Regions from separate parts of the Capra hircus genome. Here region 2 is linked to region 1. Evidence: chromatin contacts called from public Hi-C data. All regions are on one chromosome and are shown on one strand. The core of a region is the stretch at or near the end of the contact, and the rest is flanking DNA. Distances in the headings are between cores, read along the strand shown. Region 1 holds the start of KCNK17 (potassium channel subfamily K member 17). Region 2 has its middle 53 kb from the start of SAYSD1.

What was found. Hi-C and Micro-C count contacts between places; a contact is called where the count stands out from the background.
Region 2: a Hi-C map of blood shows a contact between it and region 1, with 6 times the contacts expected there. The contact joins the enhancer-like site here to the promoter of KCNK17 in region 1. A contact is called at or near these places in 2 of 5 Hi-C or Micro-C datasets (blood and liver).

Annotation. Positions count from the first base shown.
Region 1 is chr23:35,642,492-35,648,667 of ARS1.2, forward strand. It overlaps KCNK17 (potassium channel subfamily K member 17), which reads left to right and starts at 2,873. Exons shown (of 5, transcript XM_018039322.1): 1 at 2,873-3,248. The coding sequence starts at 2,970. It overlaps KCNK16 (potassium channel subfamily K member 16), which reads left to right. Exons shown (of 5, transcript XM_018039311.1): 4 at 91-256; 5 at 577-1,070. The coding sequence ends at 800.
Region 2 is chr23:35,786,058-35,792,233 of ARS1.2, forward strand. No RefSeq gene overlaps it. Among named protein-coding and RNA genes, the nearest start is that of SAYSD1, 53 kb to the right of the region's middle. Within about 2 kb of position 2,979, at least 1 of the 5 cell types and tissues checked has an H3K27ac peak or open chromatin away from gene starts, as enhancers often do.

The DNA of each region.
Region 1 (6,176 bases), core at 1,623-4,122:
CCCAGCCCATTTCCTAGCTCTCCCCAGACCCCCTCCCCTGCTTATAACCATGGGCCTTCCGAGCGGACTCAGAGACTCCTCCGCTTCCAGCTGCTGCAGACCCTGGGCCTGGCCCTCTTCTTGGCACTGGGGACGCTGCTCATTCTCATCTTGCCACCCATGGTCTTCAGCCACGTGGAGGGCTGGAGCTTCAGCGAGGGCTTCTACTTCGCCTTCATCACCCTCAGCACCATTGGCTTTGGGGACTATGTCGTCGGTGAGAAAGGGGCAGCCACAGATCACAGGGTGGGGGCCACTGGGATTCAGGGGAGGGGGGGATGTCAGCAGGGGGAAGGGGGTAATTCTTGAGGACCAGAGAGCCCCTGGTTATTCAAGGGAGACAAACACTTTGTGAGGCGGCTGCAAATTCTCACATCCTCAGAAGTCACTGGTCCGGGAACCCATAGCCCTTTCCCCGCCCCAGGGGCCTCGCCTGCTGATCCTTATTAGGGGGAGGCTGGTGGGAACCCTTTTGGAACCTGGAGGGTGGCTGTCCCTCAGACCACTGACACTGATAGTGTCCCCCTTCCCTGCCAGGCACAGACCCCAGCAAGCATTACCTCTCGGTGTACCGGAGTTTGGCAGCCATCTGGATCCTCCTGGGCCTGGCGTGGCTGGCGCTGGTCCTCCCACTGGGCCCCCTGCTTCTGCACCGGTGCTCCCAGCTCTGGCTGCTCGGCAGAGGCCTTGGTCTCAAGGAAGGGGGAGCCCCTGAGACCAGTGGGCTCCCTAGACCTCAGAAGATTCCCATCTCTGCATGAGCCCCTCCCCCAAACCGTGGCCGCAGAAGCCCCTCACAGCATCCTTTGTCCACCCCAGAGGCCCCCTGGATTTCCTGCTGCACCACCTCCTCAGCCAGCCCACTCACTTCCCAGCCAGAACTGGTCTCAGGAGCTCTCCAGAGAGAGAAAGGAGACAGGAGGGCCCAAGAAAGTGACAGAAAGGAGACAGAACGGGAGACAGATGTGTGCTGATTCCCAAGCCCCTCCCTCAAAAGTGACCTGCGGGGACGTCCCTGGTGGCCCAGCGGTTAAGGCTCCACTCTTCCAATGGGTGTGGGTTTGATCCCTGGTTGGGGAACTAAGATCCCACATGCCGTGCAGCATGGCCAAAAAATTAAAAAAATTAAAATGACCCAAAAAAGTTGAATCCAGACATGGATCATTATGACCAAATCTCCATCGCACTTCCTGAACTGCCCCCACCCCCCACCCCAGAAGATCTCATACAGGACAGCAAACAAAGGCTGTATCTGAGGCTGTATCTGTGCCTCATTTGATACGTGTGTGGGGCATCATCAGGCCCCCAGTGTGTGTCAGGCGCCGGGCCAGGCTCCAGGGCAGCAGCAGTGACGCTCCTGCCCCCCAGGTGGAAGGACTAGACAAGCAGAGAGGCAACCAAAACCTCATGGCACGGGCAGACCAGGATATGACGCACACCCATGGGACCCACTGGCCCAGGCAGGGACTCTGGAACCACCATCATGCAAAGAGGATGCCTGCCTTCAGGAAGCTCCAGCTAGAGGGGTGGGCAGGCTGCCTCTAGGTCTGCCAGTTCTCCTTGCCTAGAGGTCTAGAGCTGTCCGTGAACAAGGCTTCAGCACTCCTGGGCGTCCCACCCACTTTCCTGAGTATGGCCTCCCTTGACTGCCTCATGGCACCCTTTGATCTCATTACCCCTTCTGGGCTCTTACAAGCCCTTCCAAACCCTCCCTGGGAAAACACCAGCCCAGCTGATCCCAGGAGATTTCCAGGAAATGAGCTGTGAGGAGGCCCAGCCTCCTCTGGGAATACCTCATGCAGCCTGGCCTCTCTCCTGCCCGACTGTGACACCTCTGGCCAGAAGGAGAAGAGATTTATACCAGTCCGTCCCAAGCCGGGACTAGTGGTGAAGAACCCACCTGCCACTGCAGGTAGATGTTAAAAGACATGGATTCAGTCCCTGGGTCAGGAAGATCCCCTGGAGGAGGGCATGGCAACCCACTCCAGTAGTCTTGCCTGGAGAATTCCAGGGACAGTGGAGCCTGGCGGGCTACATATAGTCCATAGGGCCACAAAGAGTCGGACACGACTGAAGTGACTTAGCACACACGCACATTACAAAAGGCCCGAACTCACCAAGGACTGCAAACCTCTCTCAGAAAGACAGACTGGGGACCTCTGGACAGGACTGAGGTTAGACCGAGAAGCCGAGGAGGCTCTGGGTGGGACACCCAGGGAAGGATCTACAGCAGCAAGAGACCCAGGCTACATCCAGGACTTGCTGGCATGGAGGAGAAGCCTGAGAAACTGGGAACTCCCAGGACTCTTTATATTGAATCCTTCCTCCATCCTGGGTGGAGGAGGGAATGGGGAAGGGGACATCTTCAGAAGCAGGGAATGGACAAGCCCACTGGCAGAGACTCCTCTTGCCTCCCAAGTTCACGAGCATTGGCGATAGATTGCTGGGATCTCAAATCCTTGGGTATATAAGGCAAGGATGGTGATGGGAGAGATCCAGAGAGGGCTTGACAGGCAACGGATCCTTGGTGATGATCCCAGGGCCTCAGGAAATAAACTTGCCTGCCGCTTTCTCCTCCCCCTGAGTGCGGTCTGCAAGAGTTCCTCCCACCGTTTGCTACAGACAGGACACGGGGAGGCCCTGGGCAGGTCTCTCCCAGCGCCTGCGGTCACCAGCAGCCCTCCCCTTCTCCCTGAGCTAGGCGTGCCTGGGGGATGGGCACGCCACACGCATTCGAGGCGGGGCCAGATGCCCACAGCTTGCCCTCTTTTTGTCCCGGGATTGGATCCCAGTGCGGGGTGGGGCAGGGCTGTCCCATTCCCCAGCACACACCTCCTCTGCTGAGAAAACGGGGCAGAGGCGCGCGTTGGCCAGAGAAGGGACCAGCCGAGCTCCTCCCTAGCCCTTCCTCTGCGCCTCGGTCCGAGTCCATGGCTCCCGACTCCCGCCACTCCGCCTCTCCCGCTAAGTGCGGAGGGAGAGCCCGGGATGCGAGCGAGCGCGGGGTCCCGGGCTGCGCGGTGCCGGTGCCGAGCACATTGCTCCTGCTGCTCACCTACCTGACTTACCTGGTCCTGGGCACCTGCGTGTTTTGGTTGCTGGAGAGCCCCGCGGCGCACGATTCCAGCAAGAGATTCCAGCGCGACAAGTGGGCGCTGCTGCGGAACTTCACGTGTCTGGACGGCCCGGCGCTGGATTCGCTGATCCGGGTGAGGGGCGCGTCTGGGCGGCCCGGGAGCGGGGGCTCTGACTTAGCCGAGCGCAAGGGCACGGGGCGAAAGGGCACGGCCCGGCTCCGGTCAGGGCACCGCCGGGAGCACTTCTCCGAAATAAAGTGGAAGGCACGGAGGGGCGGACGACTGGGGGCGCGCGTTGCAGGATGGAGACCAGAGTCCTGGGCTGGATGGACCCCGATGCAAAGACCCCGGCTCTGGCGAGAGAAATGCGCAGCGCGGCGCCGTGAGCCCAGGGTTCGGGGCGAGAGGGCGAGACTCTCCAGATCGGGACCCTCCCTGTCTGGAGAGTTGCGTGGCGCACGCATCCAAATCTCGGGGTGAAGGCGATAGGGGGCGCACTGACGGGGTCCAGAGCTGGTGGGGCCCGACCGGGTCCGGGCAGCGTTAGGACAGAGCGGGCTGCTCAGATTGGGAGAAGGCAGGAGGGGTCCACCTGGGAACTCAGGGCGCTGTGTCGGGTCGGACAGCGGGCGAAGGGCGAAGGGGTACCCGTGGCCCCTTCCACAGGAGACCCACGTGCGAATTTGAGACCTGGGGGCTGGGACAGCAGAGGGCGCTGGTCTGGTCTGATGAGGAGTGAGCCGGCAGCAAGACCGTTGGAGGCTGGGAGGAAAGTGGGTGCAGAGCGCTCTTGTCCCCGCTGCCACACACACACACACACACACACACACACACACACACACACACACACAACGCCCGAGGTTAAGTGGAATGGGGCCGAGGTGCAGGAGCCAGGGGCCCGGGGACTTGAGGTGCGCAAAAAGAAAGCAGCAGACACAAGGACGTTCGGTGGCTGAACCCGGGTTTCTCCGAGTCTGAGGGCACGCAGCGAGGGCCCGGAGGGTCTGCAGGGGTCGGCGGGTGGGAGGATGCAGAGGTCGTGGAGGGCAGAGACTGCTGAGGGGGTGGTGGAAGACTCAGCGGGGCGAGGGGAGGGGGGCAAGCAGGGGAGGGTTCTTCCAGGCCTCACGATGGGTGAAGGTTTCCTTCGACCCTGGGCTGGACGGAGAGCTGACGCAAGCGTCCATCTCTGGGTCCCTGGCTTGGTCCGTGAGCACAGACAGCTGCACCCCTAGCCAGACGTCCCCGCACTGCAATCCGGGTGCCTTTTCTGGCGAGGAAAGCAGGGCCTGTGTCCCAGAGTTGCCAGCCCAAAGCTGGTCCCCAGAAGATAGCAGGGAAGTGTGTCTGGTGGCAAGGGCCAAGGGCACTGGAACGGAGGTGAAGTCCTGAGCCCTGGGACTGGGCGGATGTGTCAGGCCTGGAACCCAGCAGAGGAAGGACTATCTCTGCTAAGAATCTCAGGTGACACCTCCAACCACTATCTCTAAACTTCTACAAATACAGACCGCCTAATCCTGGAGGCTGTGTGCCACTCCCCTTGAAAAGGTGGCGAACTTCAATTACGAGCAGCCTGGCCCCCCGAAATGTGACAGTGATGGCAATGGGAATGATAGGAAATGCTTCTGTGCGGCCCTTACTGTGTGTCAGGCTCTGTTCCTAGTGTGTGAACTCGCTCCAGCCCCACCTGTCTCACAGGCAGACTCCATTATTATCGTGCCCATTGTAGATATGGAGAAACCGAGGCTCAGAGAGGCTCCTACAAAGGCACGGCTTCATAGTCAGGGCGCTGGGGCTCTCAGCCACCATGAGGACTGCCTCAGTGCAGATCTGCATACGGGGGTGCTTCCCAAGTCTCCTGGCAGAGCTCTCATCTCTTCCCCTCCACCCACTTCCTGCTCACCTCCACTTCACCTCCTTCCTCAGCCCCCTGTGGCTTCAACCGTCCCCAGGAATACAGATGTGGTGTCTCCAACCCAGATCTCCCCAATGAGGGCAGACATGTTCATGTAACTTCCTGTTGTCATTCAGTTGCTAAGCTTTGTCCAACTCTTTGTGACCCCATGGACTGGAGCATGCCAGGCCTCGCTGTCCCTCACCATCTCCCAGAGTTTACCCAAGTTCATGTCCGTTGAGTTGGTGATGCTATTCAACCATCTCATCCTCTCCCGCCCCCTTCTCCTCTTGCACCTTCCTAGCAGCCCTCAAATGCCCCCCAGGCCAAGAGTAAGCAGCTCTGCTCTTCCCTGCTCCGAATCTCTGCCCCCGCATCCACACACCTTCCAAGTGCTCTTAGGTGCGTCCCTCACTACCCGCACCAAATACGGCCAGAGCCCTGGGCTTCTGAGTACCTCCTCTCTGTGCCTCCTGGACACTCCGTGCCGGGATGCAGGCCAGGCCCTCTCCATCACTCACCCCTGCAGGACTCTCTCCTCTCCGGATCTGCCAGCATCTTCTGTGCTGCCAGCTGCCACGGAGCACACATACCTGTGCTTGCTCCCCTTTACTCAGTGACCTCGGGCGAGGCCTGCCACTCCATCCCCAGCCTGGCAGAGCCACGCACGGCCTGGCTGCCAACTACCTTTCAGTCTCCCTAGTCTATATCCCAGACCCAGTCCTCCCTTCCAGCCTTTGCTCCTGTGGTCCTATTTCCCTAAATCTCCTTCTACCAAGAACAATCCTAGCTAACCCTCTAGGAAGGTCCAACTAAAACATCACCCTCAGCCGCCTTCTCACATTTGTACAGAATGCTGGAGTTGACACACATTCTTTAAAGGATGTATGGAGGCAAAATAAGCACATTTCAGAAAATCGAGAATCATGGGGGGAAACACACATAATTCTTAATAAAACTGTATTTTGTACTTTGGTACGTTAAAGAAAAACAGTCACCCTCTCCATGAAGTCTTCTGCGCCTACCCCCATCAGAATGCACACCCTTCCTATCCTGTATTTCTACAGCATTATATTCATAATAATGATAATGACAGCACTTGCTAACCTTAACCGTGTTCCAGGTACTCTTCTAAGCCTTTACACCTAATAACTCATTAAACCTCA
Region 2 (6,176 bases), core at 1,729-4,228, 140 kb after region 1:
AATGACGCCTCTTCAGGAAAACCATATCTATCAGTCCCACAAACCTGAAAACGTCAAGAGGGCAGGAACGATGTCTGTTTTTGTTTATTGTCATTATCTTGGTGCTATCTCATTATCATGGTGCCACAGGAAACAACTGTGAAATCAATGGATAAATGCTCCCTCTGGGAGCATAGACATACCTGTAGTCTGGAAGATGGCTGGGCTGACCTCACTGGGCCCTTGCAGACCCAGGAGTGGAATCCATTAAGAGGGATGCTTTCATCCATGCCCTGCCCACAAGGAAACAACCCTCCAGGGTCCAGGAAGCGCCTAGAGAAAGTCCTTCAGAATTTGACCTGCCTCTGACTCAGTAGGTCCGGGTGGAATAAGAGATTCTGCATTTCTAAGAAGCCCCCATGTCATGCTGCCGTTCATTGACCACACTTTGAGTGGCAAGCCCTGGGGGGCCTCAGACTCCTTCTAGGAGTGCATCTGTCCCCTCTCCTGTTCTGTGTGCATGGGGCCCCAGAGCCTGGCTCCTCAGTCCAGGGAGGCAGATCCTTTGTCCTTGCAACTTCCCAGGACAGCGACCAAGATCACAGCCCAGTCTGTTCACCCCAGAGGAGCCACATGGCAAACCTGGCAACTCTGCAGCCCTGTCCCTGCTGCCAGCCACCACTTCCTTCCATCTCTAGGCTGATTCTCCATCTTGGCATTGGCAGCTGCTGTGACGCCCTTGGACTAGAGCCATCTCTGTAACTCTGTGTTTTGCCAGGGTTAATTGACTTTAAAACACAAAGGCTGTGTCTGTGTGCATGTGTGTTTAGGAAGGTTATATCAGAAAAGTGAACACAGCCTTGTCCACAGGGGCCCCCTTGTTGTATGGTGTTTGCATGTGTGTATCTGTCTGTCCGTCCTCGGGTCCTGGGCCTCTGACTCCAGTGCAGGACTCTGCGTTGGTGAAATCTGAAGGGGAAGGCAGGAAGGAAAGACCGGGGCACCAGCAGCTTCATCCCTGGGCCTCCTCTTTCTCCTCCACTGAATAAACATCTTGTTTGTCCACCAGACAGTGGCCCCAGGGCTTGCACTCCTCCTCCTGCCCTCTGCAGGGCTCAGGACCGGCTAGACCTGCACAGGAGGTCTGACTGAACCATAATCCGGCCTGGAAAGTGCCAAGGAGGAAGGCGCCATGCCAGGCCTGTTGACGGACCCGGCAGTGGGAGGCCAGATGTACCCTCATCACACAGGCTCCGAACGCCGCCTCCTCTTCCCCGCACCACCCCCACCTCCCCGGCGCCACCCGGAGCACAATGGGGCCATTTCAGAGCAAACCTTCATCCGTGAAATCCGTGCTCCCAGGAGGAGCTCCTAGACCCAGCCAGGAAGGCTCTGGGGCTTCAGAGTGTAAAGTGAAACTCAGCTTTTGATGACCCATCTCCTTCTCCGCCGGGGCCTGCCGTGACCAGGTGGAGGGCGGGGGACCCAGCACCCTCACAGCCCAGATCCCCTCCTACCGGAGGCAACTAGCAGAGGCAAGGGCAAAGAGAGAATGAGCTCCTTGTCTCTGGAGACGTGCCCTGTCGCTGGGAGGCCGGCGATCTTGCCACTTTGAGTGGCTAGGGTTATAGATGTCAAATTCTTCATCCCTCTGCCTCTGGGGCTGACCAAATTGCAATGAAAACCACTAGTCCTGAGTTCAAAGAGTCCTAGAAAAGTCACCTTCACAGCTTCTCTGCACCGCTAGGTCCCTGGGGACTTGCTCTCCTCCATCTCTCATTTGGACAATATTAATCCCCCGGCAGAGCCTCTAGTTTCCAGGTTTACAAATGAATTGGAGGTGGTTTGTTTGTCGGGACAGAAGACAACTAAGGTCATGAACGTGAAGGAGGGTGTTTTACAAAAACGACTGGAATTGTACCCTATACAGGGTCTCTTCCTGCCCACCCCTTGGCCCTCCTTCACATGGAGGCCCAAATAAGGGCCATGGGACACATCCCTGGAAGAGGTGGGCTCTGGGAGCCAAGGCGGGTGTGTATTGGGGGCTTCTTGGCCTGTCTCCCGTGGGGAGCTTGGACAGCTTGCAGTCAGCCCCCCTTCTCCCTTTCTACCTGGAGCCTCCACTGTCTCTTGTCCCTGTATGGGCTCCTAGGCCCCCCACATCCTGCTTCCTCAGCAGCCAGACCATGTATCTGGGCTTGTGAGGCTAGAAATGAACAGCATCAAGGGTGTAGGGGTCACTCTTGTCCTGGTCACTATGGAGGATGCCTCCCCAGTGTGACTGCCACACAAACAGCCTCAGAGTGCACAGTGGAATCCAAGGCCCCTGAGTTCCTGTGAGGTCTGGAGCCTCAGCCCCAACAGCACGGCCCCAAGATCTTCCCCGACTCATCACTGAGTGTGTTTCTACAGTCCTTGGCATTGGGACCCTGTACTTGTATTTATTGAGATTTGGTCTTGACTGTTTTAAGACTTCTCCTAAATGCATGTGAGTGTATGCATGTGTTTCTGTCTGTGCGGACGCACACTAGAGAAAAAAAAAAATGCAGAGTGGGAGAGAAAGGAATAGAGGCAGCAAGACAGTGGCAGGGAGACAGGGGGATGACCCAGCAGAGACTGATGGAAACTAGAAACTGCGTCTCCTCTCAGATTCTCTCTCTTCCCTCAGCAGGGCTGTATCTCCCCTTAGACTGGGGCTCCCTGAGGCAGGGCCGTGTCTCCCCTCAGACTGGGGCTCCCTGAGGCAGGGCCGTGTCTCCTCTCAGACTGGGGCTCCCTGAGGCAGGGCCATGTCTCCCCTCAGACTGGGGCTCCCTGAGGCGGGGCCGTGTCTCCCCTCAGACTGGGGCTCCCTGAGGCAGGGCCGTGTCTCCCCTCAGACTGGGGCTCCCTGAGGCGGGGCTGTGTCTCCTCTCAGACTGAGGCTCCCTGAGGCGGGGTTGTGTCTCCTCTCAGACTGAGGCTCCCTGAGGCGGGGTTGTGTCTCCCCGCAGACTGAGGCTCCCTGAGGCAGGGCTGTGCCTCCCTCAGACTGGGGCTCCCTGAGGCGGGGCTGTGTCTCCTCTCAGACTGGGGCTCCCTGAGGCAGGGCTGTGTCTCCTCTCAGACTGGGGCTCCTGTGTCTCCCCTCAGACTGGGGCTCCCTGAGGCGGGGCTGTGTCTCCTCTCAGACTGGGGCTCCCTGAGGCAGGGCTGTGTCTCCTCTCAGACTGGGGCTCCTGTGTCTCCCCTCAGACTGAGGCTCCCTGAGGCGGGGCTGTGTCTCCCCTCAGACTGGGGCTCCCTGAGGCCGGGCTGTGTCTCCCTCAGCCTGGGGCTCCCTGAGAAGCTGACCTGCCAGGGAGTGAGGAACCGCACGTCCTCCCAGTGTGTACACCATGAGTGTGTGATGAGCCTCCTTTCCCTAAGTCTTCAGAGGCTTCTGTAGACATTCCCTGGGAATTCCCTGTTTCTGGGCTGGAGGTTAGAGAAACCCCAGCCCAGGGGTCCTCATGAACAGAGACAATGCAGATGGACTAGTACGTGCGGGACTCCCCACAGGGCGGCCTGACCCCCGCCGCTGACCCCTGCTCCCCACCCCACCCCCCATTCCTTCACTCTGCCCCTCTGTCTGCTGTGGGCTGAGAGGCGTGGAGTCTGAGATCGGCCACCCAAGGCAGCCCTGACAGAGCAGTCCTACCACTGTTATTTAGTCCCTCAGCCGTGTCCCACTCTGTGACCCTGTGGGCTGTAGCCAGCCAGGCTCCTCTGTCCATGGGATTCTCTGTCCAGGGGATCTTCCTGATCCAGGGACTAAACCCACATCTTCTGATTGGCAGGCCAATTCTTTACCCCTGAACCACCCGGAAAGCCCGCAGTCCTAATGGGGGGGTCAGCAAACCCAGCTCACAGGCACCAGTGATGGGCTGAGGGACAGCCTGTCCAGGCTTGGCACAGTCAATCCTCCAGCTTCCTCCCCTCCTGCCTGGCCAGCCTCGTGACCAGGCCTCTCTGCTCATCCCTTGGGCCTGTGTGGATGCAGAAAGGCAGGCCCTTTCTTCCTGTCATGATGCTTCTTTGGAGGACGAGGACGGATCCAGGAACCAGGAAAGACTTGAAAGGGAAAGACAAGGAGGACAAAGGAAACGAAGGACAAACCGTGCCAAAAGTGGTGTGTGGACACGGCAACTATGAAATCAGATGAGGTGGCGATGGGTTTTTAATCATCTGTCTTACCATTTTTGCTCTGTCACTGGACAAACAGAACTCCCACTAGAATTTAATCTTCTTCAAAGCTGGGGTCTTCTTTTTGCTGACCATTGCACCCCATGGATCTAGCTGCCCAGCACATAGTAGGTGCTCAATTAATATTTGTTGACTGAGTGACAGATTCTCAGCTGGTGTGGTTTCATAGAATTTGGCCTCTTGTATTGTGCTTCTTTCTTTTTTTAAAATTATTTTTTATTGAAGGATAATTGCTGTACAGGATTTTGCTGTTTTTTTTTTTTTCAATTTTATTTATCTAATTTATTTGGCTGGGCTGGGTCTTTGTCGCTGCATGGGCTTTTCTCATGTGGCTCTCTAGTCGCAGTGCCCAGGCTTCTCATTGCAGTGGCTTCTCTTGTTGCAGAGCATGGGTTCTAGGGCACTTGGGCTTCAGAAGCTGAAGCACGTGGGCTCAGTAGTTTGGCTTCCGGGCTATAGAACACAGACTCAGTAGTTGTGACGCACCAGCATCTGGGCTCTTTCTGGATCAGGGATCGAACCGGGGAAGCCACAAGGAAAGCCCCTCTTGTATCCTAAACTCTGAGATAAGAGTTTCCTCTGTTCCCTATCTCCACACACTCACAGCCCAGGCCCATGTGGGGCTGTGTGGGGTGGGCCCGGCAGCCAGGAGACCTGGGTTCCCGCATCGACTCTGCTCCTTTCAAGGTGTGTGATCAGGCAAGTGTCTGCCTCAGGTCTTGGTTTTTTTCATCTGTGAAATGAGGAGAATGGATTAGTTTAGTAATGGGGAAGCCAGTGTGGGTTTCATCATAACTCGGTCCCCAGGGAGGCCACAGTGAGGGCCTCTAGTGATGTTGAGTTGGGACTGAATGTGGGCGCTTGTGGGAGATGCGGCTTCTCCAGCATCAAGCCCAGTTCCTGCTCAGAAAACCCTGCATGCGTGCATGCTCAGTAGCTTCAGTCATGTCTGACTCTTTGCGGCTATGGACTGTAGCCCCCCAGGCTCCTCTGTTCATGGGGTATCCCAGGTAAGAATACTGGAGTGGGCTGCCATGCCCTCCTCCAGGGGATCTTCCTGACCTAGGGATTGGACCTATGTCTCCTGTGGCTGCTGCATTGCAGGTGGATTCTTTACTTCTGAGCCGCTGGGGAAGCCCCAGGAAACCCTGGAAAGGCCTATTTGAGTCAAAATTACATACCCTGAAATTTGATGAGCCTCTCAGTGGAGGAGGAAATCTAGGAAGGGTCCTGGCAGCTCTGAGAAGTTGGGGTGAGTAGGGCAGGAGGAAGCAGAGCCCCTCCTCACCTCTGCAGCCCTCAAGTGCCAACCTGCCAGCTGAGCATCACACGGGCGCCACTGCCCCCTTGTGGTCACACCCACAGCACAGCTGAGAAGTTCGTCCCTGGAGACGTTCTAAGTACCAGGGGATGAAGATCTGCGGAAAACCAAATTCTCTCCGGCTGGTGTCAAGCCTGGGGAACTTAGGGTATCTGTACCTCTGGCTTTCCTTCCTCCTTCAGGCCCAGCCTCCCAGAACAGAAAACACTAGAAACCAAAGCCACATGGTGTGGTGTACCCAGTCGGAGCTGGGAGATGAGATAGGGGTATTTAAGCTGCCTCCGACATACTGTGTGTTCTGGGGAAGTCAGATAACCTCTACGAGCCTCCACATCCTCGTTTATAAAAGGAGAATAACAATTTCTGTCCTGCCAGCCTCAGTTGTGAGGGCTTGTGCAACACCCTTTGCATAAACCCCTGTGCAGGTACAAAAGGTTCAAGAGACAATCATGAAAAGGAAAACCTGAAGGAGGTTCTCAACCAGGGGTCCCCAGGGGCAGGCCCCCAGGACGCTCCATCCTTTTGCCTTTAAGAAACTCATCTCATCTGCAGAGCCCCCCAGGAGCCACAGAGTGTCCCTCCAGCCCTCTCCTGGGAGCCTCACCTGGACCCCAGAGTGAAACACCATCATGGGACCTCAGTACCCTCACGT